Linked DNA regions of Mus musculus: regions 1 and 3 are each linked to region 2. Evidence: chromatin contacts called from public promoter capture Hi-C data. All regions are on one chromosome and are shown on one strand. The core of a region is the stretch at or near the end of the contact, and the rest is flanking DNA. Distances in the headings are between cores, read along the strand shown.

The links. Promoter capture Hi-C pulls out the DNA fragments that hold promoters and counts their contacts. Capture Hi-C pulls out chosen DNA fragments and counts their contacts.
Region 1: a promoter capture Hi-C map of the C10 cell line shows a contact between it and region 2. The contact joins the enhancer-like site here to the promoter of Hivep1 in region 2. A contact is called at or near these places in 2 of 39 promoter capture datasets (the C10 cell line and pre-B cells), 2 of 484 Hi-C or Micro-C datasets (CD8 T cells and regulatory T cells) and 1 of 115 datasets of contacts at active chromatin or transcription factors (memory CD8 T cells).
Region 3: a contact with region 2 is called in a promoter capture Hi-C map of liver, with 2.3 times the contacts expected there. The contact joins the promoter of Nedd9 here to the promoter of Hivep1 in region 2. A contact is called at or near these places in 1 of 484 Hi-C or Micro-C datasets (CD8 T cells), 4 of 115 datasets of contacts at active chromatin or transcription factors (double positive thymocytes, effector CD8 T cells, memory CD8 T cells and 1 more) and 2 of 9 other capture datasets (adipose tissue and liver).

The regions. Positions count from the first base shown.
Region 1 is chr13:41,493,335-41,497,019 of GRCm38.p6, forward strand. Gm32401 (a long non-coding RNA gene) reads left to right here. Exons shown (of 8, transcript XR_873291.2): 2 at 3,408-3,489. Among named protein-coding and RNA genes, the nearest start is that of Gm32401, 8.3 kb to the left of the region's middle. Within about 2 kb of position 1,642, at least 2 of the 459 cell types and tissues checked have an H3K27ac peak or open chromatin away from gene starts, as enhancers often do.
Region 2 is chr13:42,050,681-42,054,323 of GRCm38.p6, forward strand. Hivep1 (human immunodeficiency virus type I enhancer binding protein 1) reads left to right here and starts at 1,341. Exons shown (of 9, transcript NM_007772.2): 1 at 1,341-1,410.
Region 3 is chr13:41,356,876-41,360,411 of GRCm38.p6, forward strand. It overlaps Nedd9 (neural precursor cell expressed, developmentally down-regulated gene 9), which reads right to left and starts at 2,126. Exons shown (of 7, transcript NM_017464.5): 1 at 1,978-2,126. The coding sequence starts at 1,989.

The sequences.
Region 1 (3,685 bases), core at 392-2,891, 560 kb before region 2:
ACATGTTCATTGTTTCTCCTGCTCTTGGTGGGGGTGCTCATGGTATCCAGACCAGAAAAAGCCTCTCTGCATGCTCTCTCCATTCCCACCCTTCTCCATTCCCACCCATCTCCATTCACAGCCTTGCCCTCAGGTGCAAAACCCTGCACTCCAGTGAGCTGGGCAGGGCAAGGCACTGGCAACACAAAGTCTAACTTAAGTTCATACATGTCATAATAAATAAAAGTTGTTTCCAGTTGCTTTGTCAAAAAATAAATAAATAAACCTCAAACCATATTAACCCCTTAGGCTTCTCTGTGCCCACCTGTGCCACCACTCAGTTTACACTTGTATTGCTTGGACTACTACAGCAATTCTTAGCTGTGATGGCCATTTTCTAATGTCCATACTGAGAAGGGCGTGCAGCAGGTACAACGACCTGGGATATTTGTGTTTCTCTAAGCTTCAGTTGTTGAAAGGCACCTTTCATTGTGATTAAAGTTTGTTACGGATGGTGGTTAAGGCATGAAGGTGTCACCCCTCTGACTGCTCTTGTGCCCATATAAAAGAGTTCCAGAGGAGCTTGTTAGGCCCTTACAACTGGTGGCCACGCCACTGGAAAGTATCACCTGTGATGCCAGGAGTCTATCCAGACCAGCCAGCATCATGACCATGAAGTTCCTACTGTTTATACACTTCCCAGTCTAAGCTATGGGTGCAGCTTGACAGGACAACAAGCCTTTGGGAGACATTAACTGAAGAAGCATCTCCATGGTGCTCGATATTCCCAGACATGTCCTCCCTCTTTAAAGATGTCTACCAGGCCCTTGCTCCTTACAAGATGAAACTGAAATGACTCAGCTCCTCCAAACCCATGTTATTTGCTTAGGTTCTCACTAGCCTTGTCCACATTCACCAGTAGCCTTCATCTTCCTATAACATGGAACACACTGTTCTCATGTATTCTGTGACCTCTCATAATTATAGCATGGCCTTAAAAGCCCTCCATCCTTCTCTTTCTGGCAACATGGCCGTGTATGGCCTTCAACATCCCATGTCCCGAAGAATTATCTTTTTCCTCCATCTCGGTCATTTCATTCATCACAAAATGTCACAATGGTGCCTTTGTCTCCTGTTTGCAAGGCTTCTAAGGCCAAGAAACTGTTGCTTATTTATCCTCATTGACTGAATAACGTTTTACAATGCAGTCCTTAGATTTACCTAGTATCCTGGTCAGCTATAGACCCTTTGGCTGAACTGTGGAATTGCTAAATCTGTTTGCATGGGGTGCAGGATGCTCTTGGGCAGTTCCCACATGTTGGAGAACACATATTTGGAATCTAGTAAACATTTGATAAATAGAACCATGATTGAAACTACTAAGATCTCTACTAAAAATCTACCCTCTTTCCCCCTGTCTGGTTTAGTAGCTTATCACATGACAGACCCAGGTATTTGGCTCCACATAGATCAAAGTGGCTTGGTGGGAAACAGCTTTGCATTATTCTCTAACTGAGTCATGCAAAGTTTCCAATGTCCTGTCCAAATGCCAAATTGCATTTAGGGTCACTTGAGTCTAGAAGATGGTAGGCTGTGATAAGGACTCAGACATTCTTGCTCAATTGGGAAACTGGTATTCGTGAGCATACTCTAGATTTTTAGCTCAGCCAAGCCATGTTCTTAAGTAATTCACAAGGGTCTTCTAATGAACAGTCAGCTCTCTTTACTGTGCTTATCAGCAATAACGATAACTCTATTCTGGTTAATAGTCCTTTCCTGGTGACTCTGGTGGGCTGTGAATAGGCCTTGGAGAGCTTTTCAGGTTGTAGGTGAGGCCTTCGAGCAACTGTGAGGATGGACAAGGCATGGCCACAGCATCTCTAATGCCTTTTGAAGTATCCCTTTAATGTTAGCCTCTATCATCACCATGAGACACTGTTGTAAAATGCACCATGTCAAGAAACATCACAAAACTTAGGTTATGCTAAAGACCTGGGAAGGCACAAAGGATACTTAAAAGGCTGGTTTGTTAGCAAAGGGGCAAACTATTTTAAAAGGCAGTACTGAGTCAACACACCTACCTCTGGCTATATAACCAAAGGACCTGACATCGCTAGGTTAGAAAGTCCTCTCTGCTCCCAAATTCATGCAACATATTTCACAATAGCAAAAGTATGGGACCTTCCTAAGAATCATTAGTGGGTGAACAGATAGAGGAAAAGTGGTACCTATGCACTGTGTAGTAGTGACAGACCTAGAAGGAGGAGTCTTTCTTTTGTGATGACATGGATGGAGAATATTACAACAGTGAAATAAGCCAGACATAGGCCAAAAACCCACCCATTCTCATTAATATGTATTGAACTTATAGAAACAAGGTCGAAGGTTGCTTATCAGGGCTGAAGATGTTGTCCAAAGACCAGAAAGTCATGAACAGGAAAAATAAGTAAATACAGTAAATATTCAAGGTAATGAGTATGGTAACTGGCTTGATATCATTCTACAGGATGGTGTATACCACACCATACTATCACTATAATTATATATGGCTGTTATTAGTTATATACAATGATGAAATTAAAAAATGACTACATGTAATAAAAGTATATAATACAGTAGAACCTCACGTAGATGTTGTGAATACAGACCTTAGACCTGAGAGGTGGATCAGAAGACGGAGACAGTAGGAGTGACTTGCTATCACTCTGGGTTTTCCCTTTGTATAATAGTTGAGAGCTGTACATCAATACAGAATGGTTATTAAATCACCTCCTAGATAGTTCATTATGCTGCAGCAGCCAAACAGAGCATGAGGGGCCCTTGTTTTAGTATGAATTACATATTCTTTAGTATCTTCATTTTTTATTCATCTCTCAAATAACATATTCTTAATGATGAGACCACAGAGCCTTAATCATCCATAAAAGATGCTGTATTCAACATTATATCAAAGTACACATTCCTTTAGACATTTCCTCATGTGTATTCAGTGTGATCTAATATAATGTTTAGGTTTTTAATGCTCCTATATCGAGTTACCATAGACACAGCAGCCTAACACAGCACGTATTCATTGTCTTATATGTCTGAGGGTTAGAAGTCTAACACAAATCTAACTGAGTGAAGTTGGGGTGTGGACGTGGCAGGACTCCTCTACTCTAGATGGGGGATAATCTGTTTCCTCCTCTTTCTCCACATTGCTTCGCTCAATGTTCCCTTCCTCCATCTCTATAGCCTCTAGTCTCTACATTGCCTCTCACACCACCTTTTGCTGGCCACATCTCCTCTTTACTACAGCTGGGGAAATTTGAATCTTATTTTAAGGACCTTTGCCATCATACCAGACTAACATGAATAGCAGAGATGCCCATCTCTAGGTTTCTAATTTAGTTACAACTGCAAAATCTCCACATATTTGCATGTTACAGGAATCAGGACATGGACACATTTATGGCCATCATTCTGCCTGTCACATGTGGAGACAAGACAAGGAATATTGTTGGAGATTAAGTGAGTTATTCCAGGTTACAAAGCTGATCAACACATTTGTTAAACTCGGGGGAGCGGGGCAATATCTGGTGTAATCAGACTCTTAACCAATGACATCTTATGATAAAAGAAGAATGTTATAGAAGAGAGCAGTGGGTTTGAAAGAACTTAAACCAAGCCTTCCAGATGTAAACACTGGAAGATGAGAGGATCTGGT
Region 2 (3,643 bases), core at 91-2,590:
TTTCTTCCTCTGCAAAACATTATTTTTGGCTCTAAGCTTGCCATTACCAAGTATTCCATTTTTAATAATTTCCATTCTGGGGCTTTGTGCTTTTCTTAGCTCCAGCAAGCTAGAGGTAGGACTTCCTCGGGGGATTTTAGGGGTCAACCGTTAGCAGGAACGACCTGGACATCTTTATGAAAGCCTAAGGGAGCAAAACAAGTTTGCACAGATGGTCAGCTGTTAGTGGGCGTATGATCGCTTAACAAAGAATATTTTTGTTTTGCGCCTTTTTTTTTTTAACACCTTATTCTTTCCAACTTTGAGGTGGCCCGTACAATCTTCTATCGGCTTTTTTTTTTTTTTGTGGATGCGTGTAATTTTTAAGTTCAAACTGCTAGTATTATGCCTACCCTTGAAAACCTGCTTCGTTCCCCAGAGTCAGCTCTCCTGATATTTCCAGAAGTTTCCAGTTCCCGTTCTCTAACGCTTTCTAGCAGCCGGGGTCAAACTCTGGTTTGTAATAAATTAGTCTGTCTTCCCTGTTCACTCCCCCAGAGTTCCAGAAGCCTGCTGGGTGGCTCCGCCCCGCACCCCCTCTTCGGCTTCCAAAGTTCCCTCGCGGGTTAGTCCCCAGCTGACAGGCAGCTAAGGAGGGGTTAACTGCGCTCGCCGCTGCTTAGGCTCTGGGAAGCACCGGCTCTCTCCGGAATAACCTTGGCTTTCCTCGGTCTTTTAATAGAACATCCGCCACCAAAAAAGTGGTTTCAGTTTAGGGCTTAATAACACGTCCCCTCTGACCCTCCAAGTCAACAACCCAGCCCCCTTTCATTCTCTCTCTCTTTTTTAAAAGTTATTTTTTAAAGTTAATGCGTTTCAAGTTTCACTATGATTTTCCCCTTCCCTCTACGCGGAGCAGAGGAAACCCCCTTGGGGTCCCCCCTCCCTCCAGGGTCCTCCTCCTCCTCCTCCTCCCTACCAGGGCCAGGGCGAGGGGCGGGGCTGGGAGACACCATGACGTCACCGGGCCGGCCCACAGCCTGCTCTAGAAAGTCAAAAGACGGTAAAGAGAATCCGGCCCCGCCCGGCCCCGCCCCTCCTCCCGGGCCAACCGCCCCCGACTGCGGCCCGGCCGGGCTTCCCCGGGCCGCGGAGCCCCGCCTCCGCTGCCGCCCCGCCCCGCCCCGCCCTTCGGGCCGCGCCTCCTCCTGCGTCCTGGGTCCCCGCGGCGGGGCCTGCGGCGGGCGGGCGGGCGGGCGGGGCGGCAGGGGGCCCCGGGCCGGCTTCACAGGAGCCCGCCCTCCCGCCGCAGCCCCCGCCCCGCCGCCCCCGGGGATCCCCTGCTGCCCCGCCCACGCGCGGGGGGAAGCCGCCGACCTTCGCCCTGGCCGCCCTCGCGCTGCCAGCCGTCCTCACGGACACCCGGGAGAGGTAAAGGCCGCTCTCCCGCCGGGTTCCACTCGGTCCCTCCCGCGCCCAGCTCGCGCCTCGGTGCCCGTCGGGAGGAGGCTCCGCTTGTGCTGATGTCCCGGTTGTCAAGTGCAGCGCAGTTCCCGACGGGTGCGGGGCCGGGCGCGGCGGTGGGGGCGCTGCACCCGGGAGAGCGCGGCGCGGGGGGCGGGGGCCGGGACCACCTCCCCCTGGCGGGCGGGCGCGCGGGTGTGCGTGTGAGTGAGTGTGTGCGCGTGTGCCGGCGCCGACCTTGCGGAGGGGATGCTGCGTGCGGGAGCCGCTTGCCACTTCGGCGGGTCCTGGCCGCACGGGCGGCGGGAGCTGCGGTCCTGCGAGCCCAGCAGGTACGGAGGGCCGGCCTCCTGGTCGCCGCGGCCGCTTCTCGCAGGAGGGCTCGGCGGGGCTGCGGGAGACCAGGCCGCGGCTTCCGCACCTCCCGGCTTTGTGGCTCGCTTTCCCTTTCGGTCTTTGCCCGGAGTGCCTGTTTACTCCGGGCCACCTGGGTAGTTTCCCTCCCCGTAGGGCGCGCGCCCGCCGCTGGTGGGTCGGGGCCGGTGGGTAGGGGCGCGGGGCGGCTTGGGCTCGCCGCGGGGTCGGGCTCCAGCCGGAGTTGCGGCTAGAGAGGGGAGGGGGCTGTGGCGAGGCTGGCGCGAGGAGGAGTCTCAAGGCTGCTGCTCTCGCCGACTCTGTCCTCCTCCTCCTCCTCCTCCTGCTCTCCGCATCCACTCTAGGCTCCTTCCGGAGCTGGCACTTCCATTCCCCCCTCCTTCTGGCATGCGAAGCGCTTTGTTCAGTGCAGCGTTGCAGAGGGGTTTTCCCAGGCTCCGCCCTCCACATTCATTCATGTTTTTTCTCCTTGTGACTGTCTTTACGCTTTTTTGATTGTGTCCTGTTTTTGCACCTTGTAGTATGTATTTCTTTCTCGAGAAAGAATGGTCGATCACTGGTCCTAGTCGCCACGGTGGTGCTGTCGTCTTTGAAAATAACCACTTCTCCACCGCGGATTTAAATGTGGGCTGGACAGCTAGGGACAGGGGGGCTGGAGGCTGCAAAACCGGGTCGCACAAAGCTGTTACAGGTTGGGAATTTGCATATTTTAACATTTAAGCTTGGGAGCTGTGGGAGGTCACGTGATCGGCTTACAATCCGAGTTCACGCTTTAAAAACTTCGTAATATCGTGACCGCTTAAAAGCTTTAGTTTTAATACGGAACGGAACACTTACAGCTTTATCTTTAAATTCTCTGTGCAGTCAAAACCTTTTTGGATGCTATAGCTGATGCCTCTGTGGTAGGGGGAGTTGAGGAGCTCTATCTTTCACCCATCATTGACCGTCCTGTTTCTTATTCTTCCCCTGGCGTTAGATTGGGGATAGTTTGTGTTATGCCGACTAATAGCCGTGTTAAGAGCCGTGTTGCTTACAGTCGCAAGCACGGTAATAGCCGCCTTTTCCTTATGCGTTTTAACTAAAGTGAAAACATACATCTAAAACCTTAGTCTGGGATACATGTTCTTTACCTTAGAGGCGTTCTTCCAGGGAATTAATATTTCAGCATTTTCATGTGGTAGGCAAAGCTTCTACATTGTGTAGCTTACTCCTCAGTCCTTAGCCCGTTTGGGGTGGATAATGTTTCCTGATTTTACAGCTTGGGAAATCTGATCTTCTTTTCTGAGAGCTTAAGTACCTTGAACAAGGCCACACAGAATGGGGTAAAGCCTGGCCTTGAACCTGGTCAGGTTTGATTCCAAAGTATGTCTTCATGATTTGCTGTGTCATTCATCCCTTTGGGAGGGGATTGTCCTTGGTAGGTAAATGTTATCTTCTCAGAGGAAATGGGCAAGGTGTCATGTGGGGCCACGTTCTGAGGAAGATTTCATAATCTCTCTCTAAACTTGTTTTTTTTTTGTTTTGTTTTGTTTTTTGTTTTGTTTTCTCTTTGTAAAATGGATGAATTGGAGTTGTTAATTTTTTTTTAATCTCTCCCAAAACTTTTTTCCCCTACCTCTGTAAAATGGCTGAGTTTGAGCAGTTGATTCGGTTGTTAGGATTAAATTAGGTGATAAGTAGAAACTCTACAGTAAACCCAATAAGTGTTCTCTTGTGTCGTGTACAGTAATAGATATGAGAGGTTTTAAACAAAAGCATCCTTAGTCTATTGTGTTTGCTTAGTGATTAAACTTGGTTTCACCCCATAGGGCCTGCTTAATGGGCT
Region 3 (3,536 bases), core at 876-3,375, 690 kb before region 2:
CTCCTCAGTTGGTGTGTCGGAAAAAACCCATCATTTAACTTCTGTGTGCCACAGTTGCTACTTTGGGAAAATAAGTGTGCCTCGGAGCTAATGGGGAGAGTTAAGTGTGACGGACTTGTATCGCTTTACCCATCATGCCTCTGCTTCAGCATCTCCTACACAGAATGACTAATTCTCTCCTGAAAGACAGTTATCTTTCATTAGCTAAATAGACTTTATGACAGAGGGAAAAGTGGCTCGCTTCTGCTATGGTCAACTCAGGGTGCCCATGTGTGAGTTGTTTACTTGGGGAGCATAGCGTTTTTGCTGGTGAAGTTGTCTACAATAATAATGAGATGATGGTGATGATGGTGATGGTGATGATGATGATAAATAACCATGTATTTCTATTGCTCGGCAAAGTGTTCAACTCTGGGCAGACTCAGCCAAGTGGAAAGCATTCCCCAGTTGCAGTTTCTCACCTGCAGTGTAAATCATCAGTCCCCATGATATTTTCTTTCCATAAAGAGCAAAGCGAAACATGATGAGGTCACTGAACCAAAGTGACTTTAGATGTCGTCACATGTCCTCACCTTCTAGACTACAGCACTCAGAGTTCACACCAGCTATTTAATGTCCCAATGATGGACAGAGTTAATCCTTTCTCTTTTCTCTATAACACTGTCTTGATTCAACAACAGGGAGAATGGGAAGGAAAAAAAAAAAAACAACATTGCAGGCTTGATACCATGTATCCCCATCACTTCCAAAAAGATTCTGTTCCTGCCAGGTAGAAAGCTGCATCATTTCTGACTGACTCCTAGAGCTTTCCTTTCTTCTGCCCCTCCCCATAGATGTACGAAATGGAAAGCTGATAGGAGATGACAATAGATATCTGGGTCTTTAGACTGCTGGAACTTCCCCAACAACTATCACTCATGCTTTGGCTCACAGCTTTTGAACAAGATTTATAGACAGGGAACCAGTGGCTGTTAGCTACAGCCTTCTATCCCAAAGGAAGGGCCAGAGGCTACATACCGCAGAGGGAAGCCAAGTTAGCCCCTAGCTAAGTCAGTTAACTGGCTCTGTTAAGTCACCTTACCAAAACGAATTTTTGAAATGACACAGTCCTTTAAAAGTCGAGGACTCATGTCTCTTCACCATTAAAATTAAAAAAAAAATTTTTTTTTAAAAAAAAGGATCGTAAGTAAGTACCGCCAAGTCATTGCCATGAACTGCTACTGGGCCAAGTCCCTTGGAAACTGCCTCATTAGACGGGATGTGCTGAGCAAGGCATAATCATTTTGCCAAGAGTAACCCCAGAAACCGTGGTGCAAAATGCAGTGGAAAATAGAGCTGCCAAAATTATGAGCAGGACATTCTGTAAGCGTCAGGGAAAATAAGCCAGCCGGAGCCTTCATACTTTCAGACCCGTTCAACCCCAATAAAGAGTTATCCAGAAATGACTAACAGCCATTTATTCATAAGGATGTGGGAATTCTCCATCATCGCGCCTATGATAGTGTCTGGGTTTTTAATCTGCTTCTACCGAAAGGACCTCGAGCAGACAGCTTCCCAGATCAAGTGCTTAAGGCAAAAATCTGAAAAGGTGCTTTTAGAACCTGTCAGAGACTCAGCAGTTCTGACTCTCCTTATTATGGCTCCCCAAGCTGGCTTTGGTCAGGCAGAGACCTGCGACTTGCCTGCTGCGAGGCGAGTTAGACACCCTCTGATCTCTGGCGGCGGCTCCTATGCTAACTCTACTCCACCGCCTTCCGCCACCCACAACAACTTTCAGAACCATGCACCAAGAACTAGTGGATCTGAAAGCGCATGTCTGCTGGCGGTACACCCGGGGGAAGCCTGGAAGCGAGATCAGACGCAGCTCGGCAAAACCAGACACACAAGGGATCCCTGCCCAGTTGTCAAGGTGGGAAAGGCGCCGGCCGGCACAGCTGCCTCTAGCTTCTCAGGAGACGGCGTACAAGGCACTCTTACCTTGTACTTCATCTCGGCGGTGATCTGATGAGCCCTGGTCCTATCGAATCACACAGTGAGTGAGGCACTGCAGAGTCCGCCCCTCCATTGAGCGCTGGGCTGGATGGAAATGAGAAGCCTTCGCCTCCCGCGCACTGCGGAGTCTCTGAGCTCACAGCCCAGATCCAGACCAGCACGGCGCGGGCCTCGTTTGCATACCGCGCCGCCATTGGCTGCTGGTGGCGGTGAAGGTAACGCCTCCACCCCGCCCACCTCTAACTTCTGAAACCCTCCGACAAAGAGCGTGTAATACGATCATTTCTTTTCACGTTATCAAAAGGGCGGAGGAGAAAACAGAAAGTGGGGAGGCGGCCCCAGCCACCCGGAGAAATAAAAATATAAAGAGGAAAGACATAGGAACCAGACAAAGGAGGTACGTTCCTTTTGAGAGTAACCTAAGTTTTAAAGAATCCGAATTCACAAAGCAGTCTGACGATCGCGCTTCCTGTGACCTAGCAACTAGTTCATAAACCCATTTCATTTCAAAGCCATTCACCTTACAATCTCTACATGAAACGAGCTGGAGGAACAAAGGGTTTTCTGTCTCCAGTACCCCCCCCTTTTTTTTTTACTAACCACCCCTGCTGATAGCTCTCTTTCCCTGTCTTTTCTCTTCCCCTTCCCTTTTCTGTGGCTGCTCCCCTCACCCCCAAGTGTTCAAAGTACTTTGCTAAGTCAGTCTGCTAGGAGCTGGAAAACATTTCTTTCTCAATGAAAAGGAACTCACTCATAAGCACCAGGCCTTCCCGGTTCTTCTCACTAGGACCTCCGAGGATAAAGGATAGGTGGGAACCCATGCAGGTTCTATAGAACACACCCGATACATCACGCCTGTCCAGCCAGCACTCTCCTCTTTGACCGCTGGCATTGCCAGATTCCGCTTTTGAACACCGAGGCCTTTTCCTTTTGACCTCTCTCCCCCAAATGACCCATTAGCCCACTCACACTTATTATTCAGGGAGAACGCTTCTGTTTGATAAGCCTGGTTTAAAAAAAAAAAAAAAAAAAAAAAAAAGAACAGCCTCTTTCAGGCAGAGCGCGGGACATGATTTGTAGAGCGGTTCCATTCTGAGATTTCTATAGAGAAAGAGAATCACTCAGGAGAAGACAGGCTTTTCTTTTCCTCGGGCCTCAGGACTTGGAGTATTCAGGACTATCCCCCAGTTGGGATGCATTCCAGCCAGACTGCACGACTCGGGTGGAAAAAAAAAATCAGCTCTTACTTCTTTCCTGACTAAGGTAGTCCAGAATCAGTTTTGCCTCCCCAATCCCCTTCTAAATTTCCAATGGATTAAAACTTTTGAAAATAAATGATTTAAGCCAAAAGCATAGGAGAGCAGATGCCGCATAAAAGTGGTTTCTGGGGGTGGGGGTGGGGGTGGGGGTGGGGTAGGGTTTACATTGACAATTGAATCCACATTTGGCTGCAGCTTGGAGTTTGCTCTACAAGATGTCCCTGGCCACCTTCGTGAAGTTGACATCCCGGTTCAGGCCCCTTCCAGGTCATGGCTTTTACTTCC